2 separate regions of the Pogona vitticeps genome follow, and region 2 is linked to region 1. A link is a contact called in public Hi-C data. All regions are on one chromosome and are shown on one strand. The core of a region is the stretch at or near the end of the contact, and the rest is flanking DNA. Distances in the headings are between cores, read along the strand shown.

Evidence for each region. Hi-C and Micro-C count contacts between places; a contact is called where the count stands out from the background.
Region 2: a contact with region 1 is called in a Hi-C map of muscle, with 5 times the contacts expected there. The contact joins the promoter of DNAI7 here to the promoter of CMAS in region 1. A contact is called at or near these places in 2 of 2 Hi-C or Micro-C datasets (blood and muscle).

What each region holds. Positions count from the first base shown.
Region 1 is chr5:186,735,314-186,737,985 of PviZW2.1, reverse strand. It overlaps CMAS (cytidine monophosphate N-acetylneuraminic acid synthetase), which reads left to right and starts at 1,296. Exons shown (of 8, transcript XM_020815222.3): 1 at 1,296-1,558. The coding sequence starts at 1,347.
Region 2 is chr5:187,115,779-187,118,450 of PviZW2.1, reverse strand. DNAI7 (dynein axonemal intermediate chain 7) reads left to right here and starts at 1,376. Exons shown (of 15, transcript XM_020801069.3): 1 at 1,376-1,648. The coding sequence starts at 1,646. ETFRF1 (electron transfer flavoprotein regulatory factor 1) reads right to left here and starts at 481. Exons shown (of 3, transcript XM_020801023.3): 1 at 324-481.

The sequences.
Region 1 (2,672 bases), core at 47-2,546:
TAAAATGGAATAAAAATTTAACAGCATTGCAGTGAGCCCCAAGAAATTAACCATGTGCTGTCTGTCTCCTTCAGGACAAGCGGCTCCCAGCCTGATGCTTCACTCCCCATTGACTCCTCCTGCAGCCTTGTATTAAGTCCCTGTCAAGTGATTTCCAACCCATGCTGAAACTGACAGGGTTTTCAGGTGTTGAAGGAGTGGTTTCCCATTGTAACCCCATAGTGAGTTTGCATAGCTTTGCTGGGGTTTGAACCCAGATCTCCTTGTCTGACAATTTATTCAGTACACCACGCTGGCTCTCCCGTTGCTAGAAATGTAGACGCATAAATGTCTTTAATAAACACGTTAGACAAATCCAAAGGGGGGAAATTTTTAAAAGCCAAAAGCCTTGTCCCACCGTAAAGACTAAGGACAATATTTTAATGTGAGTTTACATAGATCGAGTCCACTTCATATTCAAGCCTGCCTGAAGAGAAAGGATTTCCCCTGCTTGTGAAAGGACAGCAAAGATGGGGCCAGCCTGGTCTCCAGTGGGAAGGAGTTCCAAAGTATAGTCTTGTTTATATTCTTGACAGCCTTCTGGAGCCAGATTGAGCATTCAGATCCGACAAATAAAAGCCGTACTCCTCAGAAGAAAGATAAATGTAAAACGGTGGCCTTACTTTTATGTTTGTTTATGCACTTTGTGTGTGTGTGTGTGTGTGTGTCTGTCTGTCTAGGATGTGTCAACCAAGGATAAAAAAGGGACCTGCTTCTGAATATAACAAGCTCCAGTCCAGGAAAACCAAATAAATGATAGTTGTGATATCTGCACCATCTTTTCCTCCATCTCTTGTCCCCCGCACCCCCGACAAAGAGTTCTGCAGAACTCAGAAGCTTGCACACTTGTGACACATTTTGCTTGGTACTAATAAAGATTCTTTATATCTGCATTATATTAAAATCTTCATTTAGAACCAACAGATACTAAATGAAGAAAGGGCCGCGCTATCCCTTCCTTTCCCTTTCCTTCCTCTCATTTTTTCCTTGCTTCTCCTTTTACACCCCATTTCCCCTCCCCACTGCAGTTCCCACAATCCCTGAAGAATTCTTCCACTTCCCTTTCCTAAGACCAAAACAAAAAAAACTACACTACCCATCAACCCCTAACAAGCGCGACGTCGCCCTCTCCGCCCACGAACTACCAATCCCAGGAAGCCTTGCAAGGGAGGCGCCCTCCATTCGGCCCTTAAAAAAACTACACCTCCCAGCATGCTTTGCGAGTACGTCAGTTCGGCCGCCGCCGCCGCCGCGTGACGGCGTCAGGCCTAGACGTGGCAGGGCGGGAATTTTTCTCTCAGAGGACAATGGCTGCCGCCGGACCTGCTGCTGGCGCTTCTCCGAGGGCCTCTTGCGGGCTCTCGGGAGACGCCGAGCGGACGCCTCCCCACATGGCGGCGCTGATTCTGGCCCGCGGGGGCAGCAAAGGAATCCCGCTGAAGAACATTAAGCTCCTGGCTGGGGTCCCGCTCATTGGCTGGGTGCTGAGGGCAGCCGTGGATTCTGGCGTCTTCCAGAGGTGTGCGCATGCGCGAGTCTCGGTCTCCCGACCCCGCCCCTTTTTTCAAAGGGGGAATCGTTCTTTTGTTTGCAGTCTGAACTTCCGGGGCGTATAGGTGTGCCTGTGTTTTAAGGCTCTGAGTCTTTCTTCTAAGGAAGGGTAAAATACTGCCCTCCAGTACTCGGATTACAACTCCCATGAGTCCCAGTCGGCCTAGCTTATAGGGAGGGGATGTCAGGGAGGTCCAGTCCGTTAACGTCTGGATGGTCATACACGAATCTAAACTAGCTTTTGACTTTGCATGAGTTTTCACCAGGCTGGTCACTGCAGAGGAAATGCCTGAACTTTGCAGGGTAGTTTATGGTTTTTTAGAAAAAGTGCTACAGTTTGGATTAAAATCACATGGTTTAGCTGTGTTAATCTGCAAGCATTATAGGTGAAAGGAAAAAAAGTAAAAAGACAAAAAGAAAACGTGGCACCTTCAAGAATAACTTTTATATTTTTTAATGTGAGCTTTTGTAGACAAGCCCACTTCGTCAAAGATAAGTGCAGGAGGTAATACATGGCACATATTTATTTTTGGTGTTTAGTTGTTAAGTCGCGTCCAACTCTTCGTGACCCCATGGACCAGAGCACGCCAGGACCTCCTGTCTTCCACTGCCTCCCAGAGTTGGGTCAAATTCATGTTGGTTGCTTCGATGACACTCTCCAACCATCTCGTCCTCTGTCGTCCCCTTCTCCTCTTGCCTTCACACTTCCCCAACATCAGGGTCTTTTCCAAGGAGTCTTCTCTTCTCATGAGATGGCCAAAATATTGGAGCCTCAGCTTCAGGATCTGTCCTTCCAGTGGGCACTCAGGGTTGATTTCCTCCAAAATGTTCTCCTTGCAGTCCAGGGGACTCTCAAGAGTCTCCTCCAGCACCACAATTCAAAAGCATCAATTCTTCAGCGGTCAGCCTTCTATGCGGATCTTTGTTGGTAAGGTGCTGTCTCTGCTTTTCAAGATGCTGTCGAGGTTTGTCATCACTTTCCTCCCAAGAAGGCATCTTTTTGATTTCATGGCTGCTGTCACCATCTGCAGTGATCATGGAGCCCAAGAAAGTAAAATCTGTCATTCCCTCCATATCTTCCC
Region 2 (2,672 bases), core at 127-2,626, 380 kb before region 1:
CTCCTGACTCCCAAAACCTCCATGGAAGATGATGACAGCTTGTGTGTGTGTGTGTGTGTGTGTGTGTGTGTGTGTGTGTGTGTGTGTGTGTGTGAGAGAGAGAGAGAGAGAGAGAGAGAGAGAAAATCCTTTTCCCCCCTCTTTTGGACTACAAATCCCATCACAGGCTGGGGGATTCTGGATGTTGTAGTTGTTTTTTTAAAAAAAAGGAACTTCTCCCAAACCCTGGAAGAGATGACAAGGTGGAGGAGCGCCCTCTCCCTCGGCCAGCCATACCCAAGTCCCTACAGCCAGAGTAACATTAGAGGTTAAGCACGAAGTACCTTTGCCGTCCATGATTTTTTGACAACGACTTCCGACCTTCCCAGCTGATCAGAGACAAGAGGGGCGGTGGGTGATGACTGCGCCTGCGCCGAATTCGAGGGTAGAAGGTTCCAATGCCACTAGTACGGCTGCGCACGAGTTTAAGGCAGCTAGAGATATACAAAAGTTAAGAGTACTACCCTTCTACAGGTTGGAGACATGGCGAGAACTCTTTTTAGACTATAGCTCCCAGAATTCCCTGCAGCTGCCCCGAGGAATCCTGGGAGTTGCAGTCCAGCCACCACCACCACCGCCACCACCCAGATCTCGGGGCCTCTCCTTGCTCTCTGTGGCTCCTGGCCGGCTTAACTGAACGTTCGCTTCCCGAAGGGGAGTCCATGCCCTTGATTTCCATGGGGGTCGCGCCCTCTAGGGTGCACGCGAGCCCGCCTGGTGTTAAGGCGCCGTCCTGCATGCCGCTCTCTCTATCCCGGCTTCGGGTTGCAGCGGGTCCCGATCTGCCTCAAGCTCAGCTCCAAGCTTTCTTTTTCGACCGTGCAAGAGGAGGGTTGAACTACACTGCAGGAAGGTTGTTCTGGGGGAAAAAACTGCCCTCTCCCTCCACGGCCCCCTCCGTCCACATGTCCCCCCCCCCTGCCAACAAGAGATGTGCATGTGCAAGAGTGAAGCCTTCTTCCTCTGACCCACTGCTGCAAAATCAATGCCATAGGAAAGTCTCGGCTTTCACCACTGTCTCTCCTGCAAAGTAGTTTTCAGTTTCTACGTCTCTAAAGGGAAAAAGCCAAGTCGTCGAAAACAACTCGGAAATGTATGTGGGAGACAAAAGAACTGTGCCCCAACTTGTAACAGGCTCGCGCAAGGGAGGGGGCTGCTGCGCATGCGTGGAACAATGATCTAGATTGATTCTAGGGGCGAAGTCTACGGCTAAAGTCTAAGCGTTACTTCCGGATTACATTTGACCACCCCCTGCAGAGCAACAGACACGTGATTTACACAAACTTCAGTTCCACGTGTCCCCGCCTTGTTAGGCCTGTCCGGAAATTTTTTTTTTTTTGGAGCGGGAGAAGTTCATCGATTGACCTTTTAGAAAGGTCAAAGAAATTTTTATCTTTTCACGGTGACTTTCAAAGGCCTCTCAGGAGTTTATTTCGGAACCGGAAGTGTATATGTGCAGTTTTGTTCCTTTCCTCTTTATGGAGGACTTTAAACCCACCCCGAGGGGGCGGAGGGAGAAGCGAGTGGGCGGGGCTCGTTGCCGGGGAAACCGAGGGGCGGGAGCTGTAAACAACTTTTGGTCCATCTCTTATCTGGAGGCGGCGAGATGGTGAGACGCCTCTGATCTATCCTGTCTCCCCTCCCCCCTATAAATTTGCATAAATTTGCATTTGCAATTCTTGCTAGGTTGCGTCATTTTATTGCCTGCTTCCATATTTATTTATTTATTTATTTATTTATTTATTTATTTATTTATTTATTTATTTATTTATTTATTTATTTATTTATTTAGCAAGCTATGTTCCCAAGACAGTTTGCATGCTTGCATTTTATTGCCTGCAAAACTGTGGGTTTTAAATTCGGTGTCGTTTACCTTTCAGTGAAATAAGTTTTTCTTTTAAGGTTTTAAATTCTGTGAAGATAAATATACTTATTTGAGGTTTTTTTAAGTCAATTAAATTTTGCTGCAAAATGTTCAGTGGAGTTGGGCAGATCAAGTGACGTATCCACTCCCACTCTCCAAGTTTATAAATTCAAACTGTATTTTATGGACTAGCCATAGGGGTAGACAATTAATTTCTATTAAATCTGAACTCTGTTCGGGGGCCGAACCAACTTTACTTAAAACTAAAATGAAACAGTGATGTTATGATTGTTTTTATTTTAAACTTGTTAATCTTCACAAGTACTAAAGAGGTTTTTTGCGGTATGTTAAAGATAAGCAACTGATCAACTTTAGACAAAAAGCTATAAATGGTTTTGATGTCCGGCGGGCTGGACAGGAGCGGCTCGAGGGCCGTATGTGGCCCTCGGGCCACACTTTGCCCAGGTCTGGACTAGCATCATAATTTCATCCTGCTTTTCCTCCAAGAATGCTCAGAATCGAAGGTCTCGTACTCTCATCCATATTATCCTCACAACAAGCCTGTGAGGTAGGATAGACCTTGACCACATGTGTTTACTGGCCCCAAATTGTCCAGTGAGAATTTGAACCCGAGACTCTCCAGTTTCTCTCACTAAATCTGCTACATTTGCCTACATACACCAGCTTCATGTCCTAGGGGTACTGGGCAGGGATAAAGGTGCAGAAATTATAAACATTTCCCCAGAGAAGCCTCTGATCAAACGATGCT